Linked DNA regions of Zea mays: all the other regions are linked to region 3. The links are chromatin contacts, called in public Hi-C maps. All regions are on one chromosome and are shown on one strand. Each heading gives the region's core, a stretch centred on a gene start, on an enhancer-like site or on the middle of the called end of the contact. The rest is flanking DNA. Distances are from core to core; before and after follow the strand shown.

The links. Hi-C and Micro-C count contacts between places; a contact is called where the count stands out from the background.
Region 1: a contact with region 3 is called in a Hi-C map of ear, with 2.0 times the contacts expected there. The contact joins the promoter of LOC100192588 here to the promoter of LOC100276043 in region 3. A contact is called at or near these places in 5 of 25 Hi-C or Micro-C datasets (bundle sheath, ear, root tip and 2 more).
Region 2: a Hi-C map of leaf shows a contact between it and region 3, with 2.4 times the contacts expected there. The contact joins the promoter of LOC103631489 here to the promoter of LOC100276043 in region 3. A contact is called at or near these places in 5 of 25 Hi-C or Micro-C datasets (bundle sheath, ear, leaf and 1 more).

The regions. Positions count from the first base shown.
Region 1 is chr6:150,944,550-150,947,719 of Zm-B73-REFERENCE-NAM-5.0, forward strand. LOC100192588 reads left to right here and starts at 1,317. Exons shown (of 11, transcript NM_001361662.1): 1 at 1,317-1,399; 2 at 1,504-2,557; 3 at 3,086-3,117. The coding sequence starts at 1,511. It overlaps LOC103631489 (cation-chloride cotransporter 1), which reads left to right. Exons shown (of 14, transcript XM_020539526.3): 14 at 1-330.
Region 2 is chr6:150,923,223-150,926,816 of Zm-B73-REFERENCE-NAM-5.0, forward strand. It overlaps LOC103631489 (cation-chloride cotransporter 1), which reads left to right and starts at 1,983. Exons shown (of 14, transcript XM_020539526.3): 1 at 1,983-2,212; 2 at 2,395-2,583; 3 at 3,346-3,495. The coding sequence starts at 2,408.
Region 3 is chr6:150,745,814-150,748,893 of Zm-B73-REFERENCE-NAM-5.0, forward strand. It overlaps LOC100276043, which reads right to left and starts at 1,341. Exons shown (of 4, transcript NM_001149928.1): 1 at 1,245-1,341; 2 at 734-876; 3 at 1-185. The coding sequence starts at 1,317.

The sequences.
Region 1 (3,170 bases), core at 67-2,566, 200 kb after region 3:
CTCACCTTGAAGGCAACCATGATGAGATGTCAAATGTCAAGGGCTCTTGTTCGGGCTTATTGGGTTCGTGAACTACTGAACTGCAGTGTCTTCATTCTTTTCTGGATTTTAAAGATCCACATAGCGAGCTTTGATTCTTACAGATTTTGTAGTCATCATATGTAAACACTTACCATCTAGTAAGCATACTTACATGCTGCCCCAATGACAGAATGCGATCCTTACCTTCTCACAAACATTTATATATGTATTTTCTTTGCATCACTTAAGTCCATCTAAAACTTATGGACCTGTGGAGATGAGCAGAGAGCCAGAGATGCGAATTTTGAATGGCTACCCCCAACAAATGAATTTTGGTTGTGCTCTGTCGCAAATTCTTGGTTTTCATACATTGCTCGATGAGGGGTGCTACTTTACCCGGTTACTTTCTGGATAATTGAACCATATTTCTCTCTACTAAAACGTGTAGGGTTGAGCTTGAGCTAAAGATTTTAACCTAATTTTTTTTTCTGACTCAACCTAATATTTGATCAGGTCTACCTACGAGTAACGAACAGAGGTATAATAAAATTTAGCTTTAGACGTGAGGGCTATAGTGAAATTGACTTTTAGGTAATATTTGAGAGGATTCGTTGCACTTTCAGCTTCATGCTATGCTAGGAATAAGAGTTAGTAAAGTTTTTTTTTCCCTAGTTTTATCAGGTTAAAATTCATTCTGGGCGTTTTCTTGTTTCATCGATTTCTATTTTATTTTAATTTTTTTATATTTTTTATCTTTTATTTTATTTTGGCCTCAATTTCTAGTTTATTTTAGTTTTAATTATTTATTGGATTGTATTTATTTTGGGGAAACAAGACAACCAGACTGAAGGAACCTGTATTTGTCTCCGTGTTAAGGTCTTATCTGTTTCAGCTTTTATCTTGCTATTGCCAGTTAAAACCCAGAATCTAAAAAAACGGCGTTTAAATAACTAGAAATATGGCTTTAAAAAATAAAAGCTAAAAAACAGTCTGATAAGCTTTTATAGCCTTTTGTGTTTGAAAAAACTCAATATGTAAAAAGGTAGCCGGAAACAAAATCAAAATTTGAAACAGCCTAAAACAACAGTTCGAACAAACAGGCCCTGAATGTTGGTTGCCACGTCGGTCCAACCTGTGGGCCTAAGCAACTACACAGCTGCCAGCAAGCAGGACTGTGTACATGGGCTATGATTTTCCTTCTTATGGGCTTTGAGTCCTCGTCTCTGTGAGTCTTTGTCCCATCCAACATCTCGATCCATCCCAGCATCATCCCCACAATTGAGGCGATTGAAGCAGAAAAAATCAGTCGCCGTAGCAGCGCCGCCTCCGCCGCCGTGGGGAGGTAGCATCTAGGCCCATTCCGCCGCCTCCATCTCCGGTATGTTCCCCTCCGTCCCTCGATTCGCACGAATGCTGGGCCAAAAACCCTTGCGCGATTCCGGTGCTTTTCTCGCGCCCTGAATCAACACTGTGTTGCTCCAGGCCAGCAATGGCTTCGGCGGTGGAGCGGCGGAGGGAGGAGCACGCGCGGAGATCGCGTTCCCCAGCACGGGGCAGGGAGCGGAGGGGAACGCCGCCACGCAGGCGGAGTTCCCCAGAGCGGAGGAAGGGTTCGCCTGCTAGGGCACGGTCTCCTGCTGCGAAGTCAAGTGCGTCGCATAGGGACAGGGAGAGGTCGCCTCCGAGGGAGAAGGTGAAGGAGCGTGTCAGGTCGCCAGAGTCTCCTGCTAAGGTCAGCCTGTTGCACAAGGGGAGAGAGAGGTCGTCTCCCAGGGAGAAGGCGAAGGACCAGCGGGTCAGGTCGCCGAAACGTAAGCAGGAGCAGTCACGATCACCCTCACCTGCTAGGCGACACTTCTCTAGGTCGCCCTCGCCGCGCTCCAAGAGGACGAGGGGAGCGCAGGGTGAGCGGGAGGCGGTGCAGTTTACTGGCAGTGATCGCCGGAAGGCAAGTCACAGGGAGGAGCAGGATACACTGAGGCACAGGGAGCATGATGAGGGGAGGGATGCTTCAAGAGACAGGAAAGTGGATCGGGAGGCAGTGCATGTAACAAATGGTGATCGCCGCAAGCCCTCTCATGGGGAAGAGAGGGACTCATGGGGCAAGCACAGGGAACATGATGAAGGGAGGGTTGCATCGATAGATAGGAAGTCGGATCGAGAGGATACCAGAGGTACTGCAAAAGATAAGAAATATGTTCGTGATGATGAGAAGGATCATTCTAGGGAGAGGGGGGCTGGGAGGGATGATAAGTATGGTGCTTCAAAGGTGGCATTGCCGGTCTGGGATGATGATAGACATGGAAGGCCTAATCGGGGTGACTGGAAATCTGCTTCTTCAAGGGAGCAAAGGCTGGACTCTGGTGACAGAAGGGATTCAACAAGAGTGAAACCAACAGATCATGATGGGAGCAATGGGGGATCGGGAAGGTCTTTCAGGCATGGTCGTTCAATGTCTCCAGAAGAGCACAGGCATCGGGGCAGGCATGAATCTCATCCATCATCGAGAGTGTCCAGAAGTGCAGCACATATCGAGGTACAAGGTTCTTGTGATATCTTATCCTTCACTTTAAATCCTTCCGTTTCTCCATCTGTACTTGGTTTAGTGTACTTTTGTTTCATGAATGTATCCTACAGTCCTGCTACTGTCTACTGGTAAGTTGACAGTCTCCACCAAATAAGTATGGAGTGAGAAAATTATTGCCAGTCCCATGGTTTTTTACTACTAAGGCCATGTTTGAATGTACTAGAGCTAATAGTTAGCTGCTAAAATTAGCTGAAGACCTCCAAACAGTCTACCTGATAGTTCAGCTATTAACTACTTTTAGTAAATTAGCTAGTAGTTAGTTAACTATTTGTTAGCTAGCTAATTCCACTAGCACTTTTTTAGCCAATTAACTATTAGCTCTAGTGCATTCAAACACCCCCTAATTGTGGATTGTGAAATCTGCACTCATCAAACTCTCACTTCCCGTGCATGCACTATACATACAGGACATATCAGTTATATCAATCATATTGGCGCCTCTAAACTGCAATCTAACATCATTACATTTTATTTCAGGATATTAACTCGAGAGGAGGTGAAGCATCCCGGTCAGTGCTCAAAACTAACCTCTCGTGTCCCATTATACAATTTAAATCCTTAT
Region 2 (3,594 bases), core at 733-3,232, 180 kb after region 3:
AGGGGTCTTTTTATATCCAGTATATAGAGATGACCAAATTTAAAATATTATCAATTCCACAGAGAAAAATCTACATGAGGATAGATGACAGTAAAAGTCAGTAAGTTTGCCGTCAGAAAGGTCTTTCTATTGTCCTCTCAATGAACCAAGCCACGAGGGGCTTTTCCTATCCCACAGATGGGTCATAGATGACAACATAGATCCATGTAGGTGATATTTTGTCGGCTTCCCCAGAGGGAGCCCTACTCCATCTAGATTGCAAGTATTGTTGTAATGGGGGGTGATTGAGTACCCTCAATACCTTTAGAGTGACTAGCAATGTGTGATGGAATAGGGAAGGTTCCTTCAGGACTTAGCACCAAGAGGTAGTAGGTGGTACTACCGCCCATCCCCTAAGAGACCCCGACTCTGCCTGACCCAAATCGTCTAGGTATTTTTAACAGCGGAGCCAACAGTTAGTACCCTTGGACTGAGGGTCGGGTCAAGTAGACTTAGGGGGCTAAGCCATATTTTGTCCTTCAAGAAAATTTCAAAAAACGATTAGTACAAACATGTGAGTTTAATGATAACTCTATACTATTATGTAAATGTATGAGGCTAGCTCCCAACATCTCGGTTGTGATACAACCACCGAGATGTTCGAGGTAGGATTTTATAGTTAAAAGGAAAGGTTATGTGTAGATCCAATTTAGTTGGTCGATGTTCCATATATTAGATATCCGCGAGAAGTCGGTATGTGGCTTGATTCTATCATCAAGCCTTTATCTGTTGATTTATGCCGACATATAGCCATCAGTAGCCCCCACAACATCTTGGGTTTTGTGTGACAATCAAGATGTGGGAACCTGGAAGGAATAAGGTCAATATAAAAGAAACTTTAACATAAAAGTAACTTTAGCTATTTGAGGAAGTGTAGCCTGTGTGACTTTTGTTCGGACCCTTTTGTTTTTAGAAAATCAACCTGCCATCCTTAGCGATCCCTTTCGTGTAACCCTACCTGCGCTCGACGACGGGGGAGGAGGATAAGGGTGGTAGCGGCATCGCCTGCACCACGATGGGTCTAGGAGCAGGTGACGATGTCACGTCGTCATAGCCCCTGAAGCGCGCCAAGGTCCCCACATGTCTTCCATGCACCACCACCCACATCGTCTTTCTCCCCGTGTGGCCGCCCCACTTCGGTCTCTTCCTCCCCGCGCAACCGACGTTGGCGCCATCCCTCCATCCTGTCTTCTTCCTCCCTATGTTGCCATCCACCATTATTGTCCTCGTGCCCGCCACCCCATTGTCATCCTCTCCGCGCCTTCACCCCACCCCGCCACTTCCTCCCCGTGCGACCACCCTTGGTGTCGCCCCCGCCACATGCCGCCGTCACTAGCGCTGCCTCGCCCCACCCTCTTTATCCCCGCGCCACCGCCGTCCCCTCCTGCTCGCCTACATGGTGACACAGAGACGAACGAGGTGTTCACCAAAATCTCCCTCAGCCAGGGCCATGCCCCATCGTTGCTTCTTGTCCGGAGCCCAAGGCCAGGACGTGTCGCCGCTTCTTGTCCGAATCCTTGTAGCAGCAACAAGCATTTGATGTAGGGTAAGCTTTTCCTTTCTAGGTGTAGATGTTATGCTCTCTGTTACTTCCCTCATCACAAATTAAAATTCGTTTTAGTAAATTTATAGATTCATACAATACTTGATGTATATGTTATATATACATATTTAGATGTATCATCATTTATCTGAATATAATAATAATAATAATAATAATAATAATAATAATAATAATAATAATAATAATAATAATAAGAGCTAAAACAAACACTACATCTGCTTCTTGAATATTTATCGTGGGCTAGTTTATTTTTAAATTAAATCACGATAAATAAAAAAATCCTGTTGGTCACCATCACGTTTTTGGGTGTGATTATGCTGTGATTTTGTTTGACAGATCAAACTAGTATTTCTAGAAGGTCAAAACATGCAAACCTCGAGGGGAAGCAAAGCAAACAAGCTAAAACCATCAATTCCCCATTCGCAAGGTACTGGCGCGCAAAATACAGAGAAGTAAAAAAAAAAACGAGTTGAACCTTTACTCCCTCTGACCGTTGCCCACCTTCCGCAGCCGTCGCCACCGCCGTCGCCGGCGTCTCCTCCTCTGCCACCCAGCCCACCCTCCTCCGCCACAGACACACCGCTATCGCTTCCCACATCATCTCTCCAGGTAAGCGGAGCATCCGTAGATCTCTCCCCGCCGCCACATCGTACGCCGGCGCTGCTCCTCCCGCTAGCACACGCCGCTGCGGATCTAGATCCGACGCCGGCTGTGCGGGATTAGGCGGCGTGTGTCGGTGTATGCCTCTGAACTCTGGATCTCACTGGGATCACTTTCGGTGTGTTCGGCAGCGTCCGCCGAGGGATGGAGAACGGTGGAATCGAGGAGGCCGACGACGCACTGCCGGAGCCCGCGCCGCCCAATGGGCGGCGGTACCGGCCAGTCGGGTCGAGCGACCGTGCCGTGATCCAGATGACTTCCATGGAGCCGGGATCCTCGTCTGCCACCATCGATGCCGTCGTGACTCCCCAGCCGCCAAGGTGATGCGTACTTCATTCGCATTTGCAGGTTTCGAGAGCAATTTGTTATGTCACGTGCTAGCAGATCGCAAACGTGCTGAATTCAGAGGTTACTGCTGCGTGGATCACTAGTATAGTTGCTGCAAATTAGTGTGTGCATTGTCTAGGAATTGCATTGTTTTGCACATGGGCTGTTGAAGGGAGCAATTGGAGAGTAGCTGTGGACTGTTGAGCATACTCAATCTATTGGAAGTATCGGAAGTTAAGATTTTAGGTTGACTTCCCTGGATGCTAGGAAACACTGAAACTTCTATTTTGGGCCTTGGGTTGCTTCTTCCTATTTAAATCTGTGGGCATCGGGATCAAGTCTGTGAGACCATGTCTGTCACATCTGTTTTATGGGAGCGCCTGCAGCTGCAATGCTACCATTGTTGAAACCAGTAGAAAACAGATTGTCAAGCAACTATAGGCTTGTTGATGTAGATTTGACTTTTGTGGCTAGACTGTTTGATGCCAGTTTGTGATACTTGAAAGGGAATACGGTTTTGTCCATGTATTGATTTTACTTCTTGTGCGTGGTATGGCTTGCCACATGGCATATACCCTTAACCTTCTTTGCTTTGAACAACTTTGAAGAAATGGCTATCATTGTACATGATCTTTACCTTTTCTTATTTTTTTTGTCCTTTTCTTTTGAAAATCATAAGTACAAGAGAATTTAGTAGAAAACAGGTTGCCGAGGTGCTAGAAGTATGGACTCACACTCTTTTATGTTTGATATAGGAACCTGAAGCCTGATGCTAATCTAACTATTGATCCAAGTATGCGGGAAGGTTCTCCTGATGATCATGTTACATCCAGTGGATCTCAAGGGGATTCAAAGCTAGAACTCTTTGGTTTTGATTCTCTTGTAAATATATTGGGTCTTAAGAGGTAGGGTCAATCATTCTATTTTCTTACTGTTGTTAACTTGACTAAAACTTTATGTTTTTTTTTACCATGAAGCTGAGTTTTACCAGTGTTTAGCATATG
Region 3 (3,080 bases), core at 91-2,590:
CCTAGGATGCCGTTCACGCAGTTCATCATCAGCATCATCTGCCCGAAGCACGGCCCTTGGCACATGCTTGCCGTTGACCCGCTGTTGCTGTTGCTGCTGCCGCCGCCGCCACTGCCATTGCTACTGCCACCGTTGCCGTTGCTGTTGACATTGTTGCCCATTGCTTGGAGGCACCCGTTTATCACCTGTCACGCGACGTTTTCTTTCTTCAGTAGAGTGCATTTTCCAGTTGTACATACATTTGTCTAGAATCAAATACATATGCAAAAAAAAGGCAAAGAAAGGCTATCCGGAAGGAAGGGGGTGAAACTAAAGATCATTCTCTGGTTTATACTGCCTCCGTTCCAAATCACAGGATGTTTTAACTTTTCTGGAGATTCAAAGCATCTTAAGTTTAGTCAAATTTATATTGTAAAATGATATTTATGATACTAAATAAGTATAATAAGTTTCACTATTAATTTTTATTTCCATAGTATAAGTATTTGATATCATAAATCTTTGTAATGTTCTCTATAATATTGGGCAAATTAAATCTAATATGCTCTACATGGGATTTGGGATTTGGGGATTTTCGATGTATTTTCATAGTATTTGATCTGCAGTCATTGGGATCTGGGATGTTTTAGTCAGATGGAACCTTGTTTATGTGGGTAACCCTCACAGAGAGCAGTTGATGTGAATATGTGATGGATTTTACCTTCGGACGCAGGCCAAAGAGTCGTTAGCTTACCTGTCTATTGTCAAAGCAGAGAGCAGCCTGTGACACGATCTGGATGGCATCCTGTGTCCCTGGAACCACAGCACCACCTGCCGCGCCCCCTGCTGCACCAGCACCACCTGCACCAGCAGCACCTCCTCCTCCTCCTCCTTGTCCTGCATTGCGCATAGAAACAACAGAAGTGTTCAGTAAATTATATACGCCTGTCAAGTGTCATTATGTGCTCTGGAAGGCCTTAGAATATCTATGAAAAAAGACACAGGAGCTGGCTTCTACTTGGCAAAGGCTTCAGATTCTGAGGACAAAATAAGTATTGTATATATAAAACCCTTTTTTTTTGCACAAAAGAAGAAGAGGAGCAAAACTTTATAAAACTAAACCCCACAAATAAACAAGGTCGAAGTAAGGGATTTTAACAGTAGTCAGAAGAATGGAGTAAGGAATTTATTAACAGTAGTCAAGATGAATGCTTCACACGGCAACAAACAGAGAAGCTGTCGTCGTGGCCGGGTCGACGGATTACCTCTGCACCAAGAGATGGACAACGCAAGCACAACCGCGCAGCACAAGTGTCCCAGCCTCAGTGCTACTACCATGGCAGCAGCTACTAGCTTCGAGCTAGCTAGTTGTGTGGATGATCTCACACCTTTATGAACGAATCACACTACTGGGGGCTGGGGCTTCAGCGACAACGGCACACTGGTGGGAAGAAATGGCCTGCAGCATGCTCGCTGAGAAACATATGGGATGCAGTGCAGATGCTATTTATGTCGTGGAATGCGATTCCAAGAACCAATTGGATGGGAATGGGATCGGAGCTGTGTTCTGGAACCTGGAGCTGGGAAATGAGCGAGCGAGCCGGTGTTCGGTCCTCAAGAACCCAACTACCCTTTTCACTTGTTACTTGGACTTGGGGTTTTCCTCTGGAACCGTGCGTAAATCGTACCTAAACTAAACAGGCATATAGCAGGTTTCGCATGCACGCATGCACGGTTCCTGCCTAGTTCTATTGACTAGCACTAGCTAGCGATGTGTGTGTTGGACGCTTGGACGACGTAACGTAGCGGTAGTACAGTATTCTGATGATGATGGACACGCTCTCTGCCTGTGTACTGTGTGTAATGTAATCTAGCTTCGACACGATGCTAGCTAGTACACGGTTGTTAAACCACTCTACTCGTCAATAATTAAAAGAGTCAAGGCTCAAGCAGAGTGACAGTTTGTGTACTAGAAAAAACATATATAATCTCGTGAGTACGGACGACGGACGACGTCTGACGAGGTAGTAGAGTAGGTCACTGACGATGAAGTGTACGTTCAAGTCCGGAGGTTTGAAGTGTACGCTGCATCGGTCGATTGATCTTGTAGGTGTACGTGTACTAGCACGGTACAAAAGCAACCACGGAGCACTGCGAAAGCCTGTCTCTGCTATACCCCTATAATGCTAGGAGGAGGGGGAACGTTGTTGTTTCTAGAGATAGTGATACAAATCTGGCCTCTATATATATCCACACGCGGAAATACACGGCCATAAGGTACATGATGATTATTGACTGCCTCGAGTTGTATAAAAAAAAGCAAAGAGCAACAAGATCAAAAGAGGTAGATTGACAACACATGCTACATCTATTGTCGGCAAATACAATCGGATAAAAATGAAGTCCCATTAAACTTCCAATAAATGCATATTGGCATACAACCATTCTCTATCAACACACTGTAGCTGACCAATGAGAAGGTCTTTGTTCGGTAAGATGTGGCGGATAAAGACAGGGGCAAGAGTGTAGTCATCGGTGATCCTCACACGTCGAACCCATCACTAGGAGTGGCTACTACTCGGAAGGTTCCAAGCGAGAAAGGAACCGTAAGGATCAGTAATAAGACCAAAAGCACTAGAGGGCATGATGAAGTAAGACATCGGTAGAGTTCTCCTAGATGACGTACATCGGACAATTCGGCGGCTATCACCGAATAGTCTGGTGCTTCAGACAGTTTGATGCTTAAAATGTATGGTCGGACGGTTTGATCTTGTGGCCCAGATGATCCACGCTCTGCGTGAGTAGTCCGGACAGTCCCCGATTAGATTAATTCAGTTTGGGACCCCTATCTCATACGTGGTTATCCTAAAAAACTCACAAGGACTCGTTAGATTTCGCCTAGCTTTAGTTGTAGTTTCTCAATCAATATTTACCTCTCTTCGACTATACGCCGTCTAGAGGTGCTTTGGGTGGCCTGCCGATTATGAAGCAACCATATAATCTCTCCTCCCTGACAAGGTTCCTCCCGAGAGGCGAGATCTAGGTTCTACATGAACCGCTCTGCGTCATAGCAAACACCAGACGGTTTGTCGCTTATACGC